Linked DNA regions of Capra hircus: region 1 is linked to region 2. The links are chromatin contacts, called in public Hi-C maps. All regions are on one chromosome and are shown on one strand. Each heading gives the region's core, a stretch centred on a gene start, on an enhancer-like site or on the middle of the called end of the contact. The rest is flanking DNA. Distances are from core to core; before and after follow the strand shown. Region 1 overlaps TMED10 (transmembrane emp24 domain-containing protein 10). Region 2 has its middle 17 kb from the start of FOS.

What was found. Hi-C and Micro-C count contacts between places; a contact is called where the count stands out from the background.
Region 1: a contact with region 2 is called in a Hi-C map of blood, with 12 times the contacts expected there. The contact joins two enhancer-like sites. A contact is called at or near these places in 4 of 5 Hi-C or Micro-C datasets (blood and liver).

Annotation. Positions count from the first base shown.
Region 1 is chr10:16,749,708-16,756,392 of ARS1.2, reverse strand. TMED10 (transmembrane emp24 domain-containing protein 10) reads right to left here. Exons shown (of 5, transcript XM_018053959.1): 5 at 4,242-6,685. Among named protein-coding and RNA genes, the nearest start is that of NEK9, 4.4 kb to the left of the region's middle. Within about 2 kb of position 5,207, at least 1 of the 5 cell types and tissues checked has an H3K27ac peak or open chromatin away from gene starts, as enhancers often do.
Region 2 is chr10:16,615,015-16,621,628 of ARS1.2, reverse strand. No RefSeq gene overlaps it. Among named protein-coding and RNA genes, the nearest start is that of FOS, 17 kb to the left of the region's middle. Within about 2 kb of position 4,203, at least 2 of the 5 cell types and tissues checked have an H3K27ac peak or open chromatin away from gene starts, as enhancers often do.

The DNA of each region.
Region 1 (6,685 bases), core at 3,958-6,457, 130 kb before region 2:
TTTAATCCTCACAGTATTCCCATTCTGCAAAAGGAGCTGAGATAGGGGGTTAAGTAACCTACTGTATGTTACATAGCTATTGAGGGGAGCTGGGAGTCAAAGCCCACACAAGGCCAGGGATCTCTTTCAGAGGGCAGGATATTTGGGGGCTAAGAGAAGATCATGTGGCTGGAGATCATGGTATTTGTGGGATAGAAGCAGAAGACAAGGCCTCAAATATTTATTTATATAGAACTTGATATTTCCTGTGGGCAATGGAAAATACTAGACATTTTTAAGCAGAGGAGTACATGATCTGTGTGTCTGTGTGTCCTGATTTGCTGGGGGGGGGGGGTCCCAATTAATACTTTTCCCCACAGCGTAATTAATGAGTCTTCTTTGTTCATGTGCCCAGCACAGATAATAAATAGTAAGGTCACCTTGCATAAGACCAAAGCTATACTTTACAAAGAACTGATGACAACATGGAAGATAGACAGGAGGCCTAGAGACAGGCACTCAGGTGCTATCCGTGTGAATGGAGAGGGGGGCCAGATTTAAGAAATCCATCTGAGAAACATTTAGAACTTTGTGATCAGTTGGGATATGGTTGGTGAAGCAAATCTGAGTCCAGGAGACTTGCATCTAGGTTTTTAAGTAGGTGGATAGTGACAGCAAACATAGGAGGAAGAGAATGGGTAGAATGGGGTGAGGGGTATGGGAGCTAATGAGCTCACGTTCCTCTGACCTCTCTAGAGTTCATCAGTGTTCCTTTTAAAGTATGATATCCTACACTTTGTGTAACATTCCACATTGGGTCTGAATAGGAGGGACTTTTGTCTGTCTTGATTTGGATCCATTTTTTCTATTAGTGTACCAGACTTAATGATGGTCTGCTTATACTGTGCTTATATTTAAGCAAACCTCTTTTTCACATCTAATCTGATCCAAAGTAACACAGTTCTCCCTCCAGATCACATCACTCCTTATTTTCTTCACAATGTTTATCTTTAAAATTGATGTCTTATTTATTGTTTACTTTGACTACCTCCATTCATTAGAACATAAGCTCCTTGAGAGCCCGGATTTTGCCCTCTTGTTCACAACTATGTATCATCAGTGCCTAGAAAAGTGCTTGATATAACAAGCCTAAAATTTATTTGTTGAAAGAATATCAGGTCATTGTTATTGCATATGTACATCTCTTAAACCAAAATGCCTGACTGATAACACCCTGTTAGATTTTTTACTGGTTTCATTCCAGGGTTCTAGACTATACAGATAGTTTTCAATTTTCAATTCATTCATCCAGCAAACACTAAGTACCAACTTGTGCCAGGTGCTGGGTTACAACAGAGGACAAAATAAACATGGTTCCTCTTCTCCTGAAGCTTACAGTCCATATAAACAGACAAATAACCAGGCAATTACAATGGTGTCTAAGTGCTATTATAAGGAAAGCACAATCTTCTAGAAAGGTGTTTAGGAGGGGCATCTTTCCTTTCCAAGACAAACTAGCTGGGTTAGTGAAAGCTTCCTTAACATCCACAATGTTGTCAGTGGTGGCTAAAGCAAGCATGGAGATCATGCTGGACAGAAGCCATCCCATCTACTTCCTCCTATGAATTAGAAAGCACTTTGAGGACAGGTATTGCTTCTTTTTTATCTGGGTCTACTCCAGAGTTTAGTTCAGCACATTAAACAGATGATCAATAAATTTTTGAGTTGCATGGAAAAAACAATTGCTTATAGCTAGAAGTGCTAACTTGCATGCGGAGAAGCTGAACAGGTTTCAGCCAAAGCTTACAAATTCATTTTTGTGTGGAAACTAAAAGTTTGTATTCTATAACTTGGTTAGCCTGATATTGTGAATTATTCTGGTTATAATACATAGATAAAAGCTTAACAAATGTCCCTTTCCATCTTAGACAATACAAAACAGAAACTCAAGCTCAGCACTTCATTACATCAGATGTAAATGAAACTAAATATCTGACTTTTGAATACTCATAAGCCCAGAAATACTCAACATTTTAAAGGTATAACTGATTTTAAAATGCTTTTGGTAAAAACTGGTATTTCCATTTTATATCTTAACAAGTAAATGGTTAAATTGCCAAAGTACTTAGCAAAGTCTATAGCTTTGTTGTTTAATATGGTCGCCACTAGCAACCACTTGAATTATGGCTAGTCTGAATGAAGACATGCTGTAAAATGCACACCATATTTCAAAGACTATAAGGAAAAAAGAATGTTAGACATCTCAGTCATTTTTACATTTCTATATTGAATTTTATGTTGAAATTCTATTTTGGATCCGTAGACAGTATTACTTCCCTGGTGGCTCAGACGGTAAAGTGTCTGTCTACAATGCGGGAGACCTGGGTTCGATCCCTGGGTCGGGAAGATTCCGTAGAGAAGGAAATGGCAACCCACTCCAGTACTCTTGCCTAGAAAACCCACGGACGGAGAAGCCTGGTGTCCATGGGGTCGCAAAGAGTCGGACACGACCGAGCAACTTCACTTCACTTCACTTCAGACAGTATTACACACTATTTATAATAGCCAGGACATGAAAACAACCTAAATACTCATTAACAGATGAATGGATAAAGAAAATGTGGCACACAGATATCACAATGGAATATTACAATATACAATGGAAATTCAGCCATCAAAAGAACAAAATAACATCATCTGCAGTGACTTGCATGGACCTATATTGTCATACTAAGTGAAGTAAGTCAAAGACAAATATGCTATCGCTTATACGTGGGATCTAAAAAAAGTGGTACAAGCAAACCTATTTACAAAACAAATAGTCACAGATGCAGAAAACAAACTTATAGTTATTAAGGGGGAAAGCAGGGGAGGGATAAATTGGGAGATTGGGATTGACATATACACACTACTATGTATAAAATAGATAACTAAGAAGAACCTATCATATAGTACAGGGAACTCAGTACACCGTAGTGACCTATTTGGGAAAAGAATCTTAAAAAGGGTGGATTTATGTAAGTGTGTAACTGATTCACCTTGCTGTACAGCAAAAAACACAACACTGCAAATAAAATTTTAAAATGTCATGTTCCTTTATACTTTTTAAATGTGGTACTTGAAGGACTTGAGCAAGAACATAAGAAGGGTTGGAAGAACTCCTACAAATTAAAGGGTCTTGCCCCACTCCAGTACCTTTGCCTGGAAAATCCCATGGATGGAGGAGCCTGGTAGCCTGCGGTCCATGGGGTCACTAAGAGTTGGACACGGCTGAACGACTTCACTTTCACGCATTGGAGAAGGAAATGGCAACCCACTCCAGTGTTCTTGCTTGGAGAATCCCAGGGGCAGGGGAGCCTGGTGGGCTGCCGTCTATGGGGTCACACAGAGTCGGACACGACTAAAGCGACTTAGCAGCAGCAGCAGCAGCAGAAAAATTTATATTATTCATGGGGCTTATGCTATAGGAGATTGTAGCAGACTGAACAGATAATTTGCAGAACATGCACAACCATTTAACAAATATGATACTGCTGAGACAATTACATTTACATTTAAATTTATTTAAATTCACACAAACATTTTGCTGCCTTCACTATTTATGTTCTCTAAAGTATCAGGAAGAAATGAGACATTTTCTAAAGTATTTCAAATGTTGAGAACCACTACTTTATAAACTAGAGATTCACTGACTTATTAACTTTTTTTGAGGATTAGAGAAAGAGGCTAAATTGGAGGCTAGCTAGTCAATGTGTAAAGCACTTCACGGTGACTCTTATAAAGAAGCTTTATGGAAAATACTCAACTGCAAGTAAAAGGAAAGATGATCTTGCCTTTACCTGCTGGAGTAGCGTTTTACATAGATGTGTTGGTCCAAAAAAATAAGTCCTAGAGGTTCTAAATTAGGAGGGGTATTTTGAGAATGGAAGGAAAGGGAGAAGACTCTATAGGAATAACTTCAAAATCAGTTTCTAAAACAGAGAAGCTACAGAGAATTCCTGGCTTACAGAACCCTATTTAGTCTTTCTGAATTAAGGATATTATTTCAATATACATATTATATAGTTATACATTTACAAATTAAGTATAATGAACTTTTGCTAGATCACATAAACTTTATCCATCTGGAGTACACTACAAATATTTTTTTCTCTAATTTGTCACATATAATTTGCCATGCTTTTAATACTGAGGAATATGGAGGAATTATTGCCAATCCAGACAAAGAGATACTCATGAGTAACAGAAAAATACACCTAAAATGGTTTCTGCTAGCCTTTATTTGAGAAAATTTACATAAAAATCCCAATTCAACACTTACAAGTGCATCTGTATAAATCCCACATCCTCTTTCCATTAAACAAACAGAAAAACAGCTTATGACAGGGGCTTATGACAATGATATAACAAAGCATACTTAAAACTATCACTCTGATCAGTAATTTAGACTGTGTTGAACCACAGATCCCCAAATGGAGGAAAACAGATAACAGCCTTGTTTTTAAAGTTGATTTGCTCTTGCACTAGTCTTTTATCAAAAGCAAATAAGTTTACTTTTCAGATAAAATCAAAGTATAATATCAATGAACTTTAAACCCAAAGCACAAATGTCCAACTTGGCAGTCTTGACATGAGGAAAGGAAAGGACGTGAAAGAATTTCAGTTTCACAGTCACGTTTGGGAACAAAACATTAGCAAAATAAAATATCTTCCTCTCCTATCTTCTTCTTTGACACTCTGTCAGAAGACTACAACCAACGGAGCAGCTTTCATTGCTTCTAAAAAGGGGAAAGACACCAGTTGGAAACGAGGATCTTGTTTGGCTAATGGTACGAAACAGAATTTCACCTTTAAATGTCTGAAGATGGAGCTTAACTCACAGGTTGGGTTATTCTCGCCCCTGTTTGGATGTATGCTCTATTGTTTAGTATAAGTAATACCACAGACTTCCTCAACATCTGTTGCTCTTATGGGGTGTCCCCGATGGCTCAGATGGTAAAGAATCCGCCTGCAATGCAGGAGACCTGAGTTCGATCCCTGGGTTGGGAAGAAGCCCTGGAGAAGGGAATGGCTACCCACTCCAGTATTCTGGCTTGGAGAATTCCATACTGTATAGTCCATGGGGTCGCAAACAGTCAGACTTTCACTGAAACTAAACACTGTTGCCCTTAACGATGAGATCTGGCTGTCAGGCTCTCAGAAGCAGTACCTATTTTGCAACAGCAGATGGCAGTGTTACACAAACTGATGAAAGAACCACTTCCATGCCACAAGGGAGGAATTTGTTGAGTGTGTGCTCAGTTGCTGAGTCGTGTCTGAGTCTTTGTGACTCCATGGACTGTCTGTCGCCCACCAGGCTCAGACTTTATCCATGGGATTTCCAGGCAAGAACACTGGAGTGGGTTGCCATTTCCTTCTCCAAGGGATCTTCCTGACCAGGGATGGAACCCATGTCTCCTGCATTAGTTAAGTGTATTCCTTACCACTGAGCCATCTGGGAAGTCCAAGAATTCATACAGGGAGTCAAGAGAGGATGAAAAGCCTTTTGTGTTTACAGTAGCTGGAACATTAACAGAACAGGCTGAGATTTTAGCAACATAATTTGCCCCCCTTCCCCCTTGGTACTTTATCCAGGTCATCACAACAGTGTTCTGTTAATTCTAATATGCTGCTTCTTCACTGCAAGCTGCACAGCCCTAAGTCCTGTAATTCTTGTCATTGCAATGGGACAAGCCCTGTAAGAGTCAGTAGACTTAAAAAACGAGAGAGAGAGAGAGATTACAGAAAGGACAAACTCCCACCCACTTTACTGGGAGAAGTGGGGAAAATGTCAAGTGATATTATGTCACTAACTGTCAATGAACATAGTCATTTGTGCCCACACTTTCTCTTATTCATATTAGTATTGGCCTTTAGGCAGGCACATGTCCCAAAACGACTCTTGGCTTTGCTTTTACAACAAATATTTTCAAGTATTTACTCGGTTCATGATCCTTCTAGGTGTGTTTACTTCATATATCTTAATCTCTTCATGAACACATAAGAACAGAAATTAAGTCAGTGACTTACCATGTAAGAATACTCGGCAAATTTTACTTGTTTTTTCTTCTGTAGAAGTTATGTTAAAATTTAAGCAACCACAAAACTGACAAAGGACTTGTATCTAGGATATATAAGGAATTCTCAAACTCAATAGCATAAATCAACTATACTTCAATTAAAAAAAAAACCTCAGTAGTGAAAAGAACACACAATCTAATCATAAAACAGGCAAAAGAATAGATATTTCACTGAAGAAGATATACAGATAGCAAATAAACACATGAAAAGATGTTCAACACCATTTGCTAATAGGAAGATACAAATTAAAACCACATGCCTCTCAGAATGACTAAAAAAAACTTTTAAAAAAATAATAGCAAATACTGCTGAGGATGTTGAGAAACTGGATTGGTCAGCCATTGCTAGTGGGAACCTAAAATGACACAGTAACTCTGGATAAAGAGCAGGACGGTTTCTTACAAAAATAAATGTGTGTTTACCATACAACCCAGCAACTGCTCTTTTGGGCACTTATCCCAGAGAAATGAAATTTGTGTTCACATAAAAACCTGTACATGAATGTTCACAGCAGTTTTATTAGTAATGGCCCAAAACGGAAAACAACACTGATGTCCTTCAATAGGTGACTGGTGAAACCACGGTA
Region 2 (6,614 bases), core at 2,954-5,453:
AGCTTCCGGCCCTTCGCTCCAGGCCAGGTCGCGGGGTCCAGGCGGTGCCAGGAGCTCTCAAGTCCTCTATTTACTGTTTGGTTTCCATGGTGACACGTAGGCGCCGTCAGCGCCTTCCGTCATCAGCCCCGCAGCGCGGTCCCCCACCCGGCGCCGTGACGTCTGCCCGCCGCTTCCGCTCTGCCCATATTTGGCTCAGCCGCTGCTCGGCCAGCCGGGCGGAGGGAGCGGGAGGAGGGAGCGGGGGAAGGGAGCGGGGGGAGGCTGGGAGTCGGGCTTCTCCTCCTCCTCTCCCTCCTCCTCCCCGCGGTCTCGGTCTCCGGCCACGCCCCCGTACGGGTGCTGCGGACCCCTGGGTTCCACGCTATCCAACCCCGCGACCCTCGGCGGAGGCAAGGGGTGGGGACGAGAGGGACCGCGAGGGAAGGCGTGGATGATTGATTGACGAGCCCCGGGATCCCAGACATTTCTTGTCTCGTTGAGACTGCAGCCCAGAGTTGGGCCGTCTCGTCTGTTTTGGGTTGGGTGAGCTGAGATCATGATTTTCTCCCTCTGTGCCCGGAAATCATGGAAACAGCCATCCTTCGCCTCTGTTTTATATTTTATAGACTTGAACTTAAAATCTTCGTCCTTGGCGCAGTGGAAAGCTTTGAAGACCGAGGTTCTGGGAATCAGTGTTGCCCCTTGGGGGATAAATGACCTTGGGAAGGTCACTTTCTTTTACTTAGCCTGGTAAAATGAGCTTTGGCGAGGTGGGGCGCAGCGGCGTCAGGCTTGGGAGGGAAGATCACCTGCATCACCTTTTAATTTTACAGTAGTTACGGGCGGGAGGTGGGGGTGGGGAGACCGGTTCGGGGAGTGAGGGGAGTGGGGGAGGCCGGGGGGCAGTGCATGACATAATTGGAATACCGGTGAAGTTCTTTGAGGACCCCCTGCCATTCTGACCCCCGTAGCAACTGGGTTTGTGCGTTTCTTTGCGCCTTGGTCGTATGGGCGCTTAATTAACTGTTGCTCACCGCTTATTGAATGAATCCCAGGCAAATTGCTTTCGGATTTCACCTTCATAAATCCAGACCCCCGCAATTCCTCTTACAGGCGGAAGGAGGGATATTGCGGCGATGATTAATATCGCGCAGCAGGGTTGCTGATGTAAAGCGACTTGCAGATGTAAAGGGCAATAAACATTCCTGGGAGGAATCCAGCGAGATTCCAGAAATCTCGGAGGGAGCCGTGGGTGTGTGCCGCCGGGCCAAGAGGGCGGGGGAGGGGCGGGCAGTGCCGCAGTGGGCACTACCCGGGAGCTGACTGCGGGCGTGGGGGCAACTCTTCAAGATACTTGGTCCTGGCTACCGCCAGCCCCGTCCCCAACCCCAACCCCCACCCATTCCTCAGTTCCTCTAACCAAAGGAGTGTATTTCAGAATTTAAGAACTAGAACGCACATCAGATACTATTGCTCAAATTCAGCCTTTCAGTTTTACATACGGGGCACTAGGGTTCAGAAAATCTGATTCACTCCTCCAAGTTTGCACAGTAGTTAGAGACAGATAAAAGCCAAGATTTCTGGCTTCACCTCCCGCCTCCCCTCTAATCCCCTCTGCTCTTGTGGCTTCAGGACCCTGTTGCCTGGCTCAGATGGTGGAGCTTGCAGTAAAGCTGAATACTGACATCAGAGCTCCTTCAAGAGTGCCAGTGGCATGCCTCCTGTCCCACACAACCCACAGCATGACATCAGGGCCTGGGGTGATGGCCAGGAGGTGTGTTATCCCCAAAGCACAAAGCATTCCTCCTCCTAGGGACTGGAATGGCTACACTTGTCCAGAGACCCTGAATTGTTTGCCCTGAAACTAGGCTTAGGTTAGCAGTTGGTCATTTTTCATAGTTACCCAAGCCTCGCATTAAGTTTTCTCAGTCAAGACAACAGAAGGCATGAGTAGCCTCAATCCATGGAAACCCCTATTCTGCCTATTGGAAGATCTTTTCATGGTGCTGGAGAAGACTCTTGAGAGTCACTTGGACTGCAAGGAGATCCAACCAGTCCATTCTAGAGGAAATCAGTCCTGGGTGTTCATTGGAAGGACTGATGTTGAAGCTGAAACTCCAATACTTCCGCCACCTCATGTGAAGCGTTGACTCATTGGAAAAGACCCTGATGCTGGGAGGGATTGGGGGCAGGAGGAGAAGGGGACGACAGGATGAGATGGCTGGATGGCATCACGGACTCGATGGACGTGAGTCTGAGTGAACTCCGGGAGTTGGTGATGGACAGGGAGACCTGGCGTGCTACGATTCATGGGGTCACAAAGAGTCGGACACGACTGAGCGACTGAACTGAACTTGCATGGTACATAGAGGTTAGATTCTCTTTAATGTCTCTCTCTCTTTCAGTTTCACCCGACTTCCTCTGACATTCTATATTCTATTTCTTCCCTGATTCTAGGCAGCCCAGTCTGAGACGACTGATGCCCACCGCTGGCCTCAGGCCATGCCAACTCTTCCGAGGAAGAATGTGCGATCCTTCCCCTTTCTCTCTGGTTTGTACTTGGGAGCTCTAGCGACAGAAGTAGCCGCTCTGCCTCCTGGTGGACATTTGAGGCAGAGCACCCTTCTCCGATTCTAGAAGCCGCCTAATGGTTAGGGGAAGAGATTTTTTTTTCTTTGTTCGCTCTAATGGAAATAGCAAAACTTGACAGGGGAAAAAAAAAAAACACAACACCAAGTTTTTTTTTGTCTCTATTTTAGAAGATCAGATTGATTTGGACTAGAAAATACTCTCTTGTTTCTCTGGCCTCTTTTTTTTCCTTCTGCCAAGTCTTGCTGTTTCTATGAGTGAACAAGGTTTCCTTGCCCCTTCTCTTTATTTCAAACTCCACCTCCTTCATGACACTTTTCTGACTCCTCTCCTATATATTTTATGAATTACAGCTGTGCACAGACCCAGCACATGAGTGTACCCTTACTTGCTGTCTTTACTGTAGTTTCCTTGAGAGTGGAGGCCAAGTCCTGGGTGTCTTTTGTGTTCATAGAATAATGCCCAGCACAGAGCTAGGGATAAAACCTGCTCTCAAGCCCTTGAGGATTAATTGATTAATTTCTCCAGAAGCAAATCCAAGCCTTTGCTTTGATAAACTTTCCTATCAGTTCTTTGGAGGGGGGATCTAGATAATGATCAAAGATAGCCTTGCACAAGAAGGAGTTTCACAAAGCAGTTTCACAAGAGAACACCACCCCACGCAGAGAGGGATGGGGAAGTGAGAAGTGAACTCTCTGAAAGATGAGGAAGGTGAGAACATGGGAAGGTCAAAGGATGAAAATTTAGGGGTGGGGGCGGGGGAGGGCACTTTGCTTGTGGGATCAGAGAGGCAGCGCAGCTTCTAGAGCCGGCTTCCTGTCCAGACCCCGCCACTTGCAGTGAAGTTTACTCTGTGCCTCCGTTTTCTTATCTGTAAAGAAACTACCTGTCTCCTGGCCTTATTCTAGGGATAAATTGAGCTGATATTTGCAAAGTGCTGGAATAGTACCTGGCACATAGTAAGTCTCATATAACAGTTTGTCAGATTATTTTCCAATGTAGCTGTCTTGTAGATAGAATGGAGGAAGGTTGTATGACCTTTTTGTTCCCTTCTGCACTGACTTCCTGAGCAGGCCATGAGCTATGTGGTCGTACAGGTCTGGGTGGATTCCTGTCCCTGTTACTAGTTGTTTGACCTTGGGCAGATCATTCTACTTCTTGGAGTCTCAGTTCATCTGTGAAGGGGAAGGGGGCCAGATAATTGTGGTTACCTCGAAAGACTGTTGTATGCATTACATGACTGTAAAAAGCCTGGCATGTCAAGAGTTTCGTAAACAGAAGATATAATTATTATTATCTATGAGAGGAGCCATAGGTAAAGGAGAACAGAGTCTCCAGCATCCTTGAGGTTTCCAGAAACACTGGACGTAGTGAATGGCAGTGAGATCAGCTCAGTTCCTGGCGCTTAGGGGTGGGAGGCTAGGGCCTGCATCTGGGCCATGACTGGATATCAACATCTGAGGAAACCAGGAATGGTTTGGCTTGTGGATCTGCTCTAGGAACATTTTCTGCCTGAGGGCTGTACTGAGGGAGTGGCTCAGTCAGGCCAGGTGCCAGCAGTGGGAGGCCCCTTCTTCCCAGAAGGGGGGCCTTTAGTAAAAGAGGGCGTGGGCAGGGTGGGACTTAGAAACCTGTTGTTGAGTGTGTGTGTGTGTGTGTGTGTGTGTGAATGGCCCAGAGACCTCCTGCCCCAGGAGCTGGCCTCCCAGGCCTGGCATGGCCATCCGCATGGCCAAACCTGCCTGCACAGCTCCTCAAAGCTGCCCTTCCCAGCCCTGACCTGGGATATCCCAGAGTGATTGCCGGCAGCTATCCAAGGGATGGTGGGAAGGAGAGTTGTGGTAGTCTTACAGTCAAATTACCCTTCATTCCCTTCAGCTGCATTTATGGAAAAGTACTAAATGGAATATACAAAAGCTGTGATGCAGTCCTTCGGGTTCTTTTCGAAGGGGGAAGGAGGATTGCAAAATCCAGCGATGCTAGAGTGTTGCAATCGCGACCATGTTGGGAATCACTTTTACGGTCCCCTGTGACCCAGGAGGAATTGCGGGCCCTGGCAGGCCAGAGTCTATGCTAAGTAAGTTGTCATTCTGGGATCCCAGACAATTTTAGAATCTGTTTGGGGAGTGCGGATGGATCTGTAAGCCTCATTTCAAACTCAGGTTTCCAGTCATGGCAAGGGAGGGGTGGGCCCCAGTGACTAGTACCTGGAGCAGAACTCAAACGTAGCTTGTGAAGTCATGAAGGTGCTAATATTGGTTGTCTCTGGGGAGGAAGGAATGTTTTTCATTTTTTCCTTTTTGCTTGTTTGTATTCTCTGATTTTTGTTTTTGGCGAGCCCACATACTACTTTTGTAATAAAAATGTTTTTAAAATGTTCCCAGCAGAACAGGACGTTTGGTTTTTTTTATGGGTAACAATAATAAATGAAAAGACTCAGAACTCAAAACACCTCTTGATTTTTTTCCTTCTCCCCTCCTTTCCAGAAGAAATAGATGCTCCTGATGAAACCTTTGGAAATTCAGATAGTCAAAGTAAAAAATCACCTATAATCACATCGCAGAGGTTTCTGCCAGCCATTTTAATTTTTCCTCCCTTTCCTATATTGGAAACTTTAGTTTTATACTTTTAAATTTATACATTGTAGTTTTCATGAAAATAAGGCTAGAATACTGTTTTATAATCTTGTTTTTCTGTATCATACATCATGAATACCGACAATTTTTTTCTACCTGCTTACTTTAATAGCTAGTCAGATAGGATTCTAAACATCCAACAATCAGTTCTGTATTGTTGGACCTTTGGGTTGTTTCTAAGTGATTTTCTATTCTAGACAAGGATGCAAGAAGCTCCATGGCTAAATTTTTGTGCACATCTGAGATTATTTCGTTTGAGGTGGGCCGAGGGCATGCTTCTTTTTAAGGCTTTTGAAACAAAGCTGTGCGGTCAGTACAGTGTCACAGAGGACGGTGTGCAGCCCCTGTTACAAATGGGAAGGGAGTATTGGCTTAACCAATTTCTAGCTATGCAATCTTGAGGAAATGACTTACCCTCCCTGCACTTCAGTTTCCTCAAATGATAATAGCTTATGGAATGAGACTGTTGTGGGGACTGGATGAAAAAGAGGTGTCAAGTAGCACAGCACATGATGAGCCCTCAGTAAATGGCGATTGTTTCTGACTCAGGGATGGTCCTTTCTTCGGGGCAAGAAGTTGTCTTTGAAACTGAGGTCTGGTTGCCTGGCAAAGTTGAGGGGAAGAACTGGAGTGGGTTTAAATGGTGAAGGGGGAAGACACTGAGACATGGACATCTCAGGCACAGTGGTCAGGGATCCATCTGCCAATGCAGGGGACACAGGTTTGATCCCTGGTCCGGGAACATCCCATGTGCCACGGAGCAACTAAGCCCATGTGCTGCAGCTACTGAGTCCGTGCTCTAGGGCCTGCATGCTGCAGCTACTGAACCCGATGCTGCAGCTCCTGACGCTCATGCGCCTGCAGCCTCTGCTGCGCAGCGAGAAGCCACCATAATGAGGAGCCCACACACCGCAATGAAGAGGAGCCTCTGCTTGCTGCAACTAGAGAAAGCCTGTGCACAGCAAGGAAGACCCAGTACAATAAAAAAAAACAAGTGGACAAGGGATCAAGAAGGGGCTGATGAGGGGGTTGTTTTCTAGTCACTAAGTCGTGTCTGACTCTGTGACCCCAGAGACTGCAGCATGCTGGGCTTCCTTGTGCTTCCCTGTCTCCTGGAGTTTGCTCAAACTCATGTCCATTGAGTCGGTGTAGGCTGAGGAAAATTAGCAGAGAAGAGCATGTCCTTGAGGGAGATGGAGAACCCAGTGGACAGGGGTGGAATGTCCACGTGGTACAGTTTGGAGCTTGGAAACCAAGCCAGGTGCCAGTCGGTCCCTGTGCCGCCGAGGAGCCACCTCTGTAAGATCCCAGATGGAGCCTGTGCCCTGTGGCCCCCAGTCCCGTGAGGCTGCTTTCTGCCTTTCTGCTCTCAGCCTCATATTGCATCACTCCAGGCCAGGGTTCTTT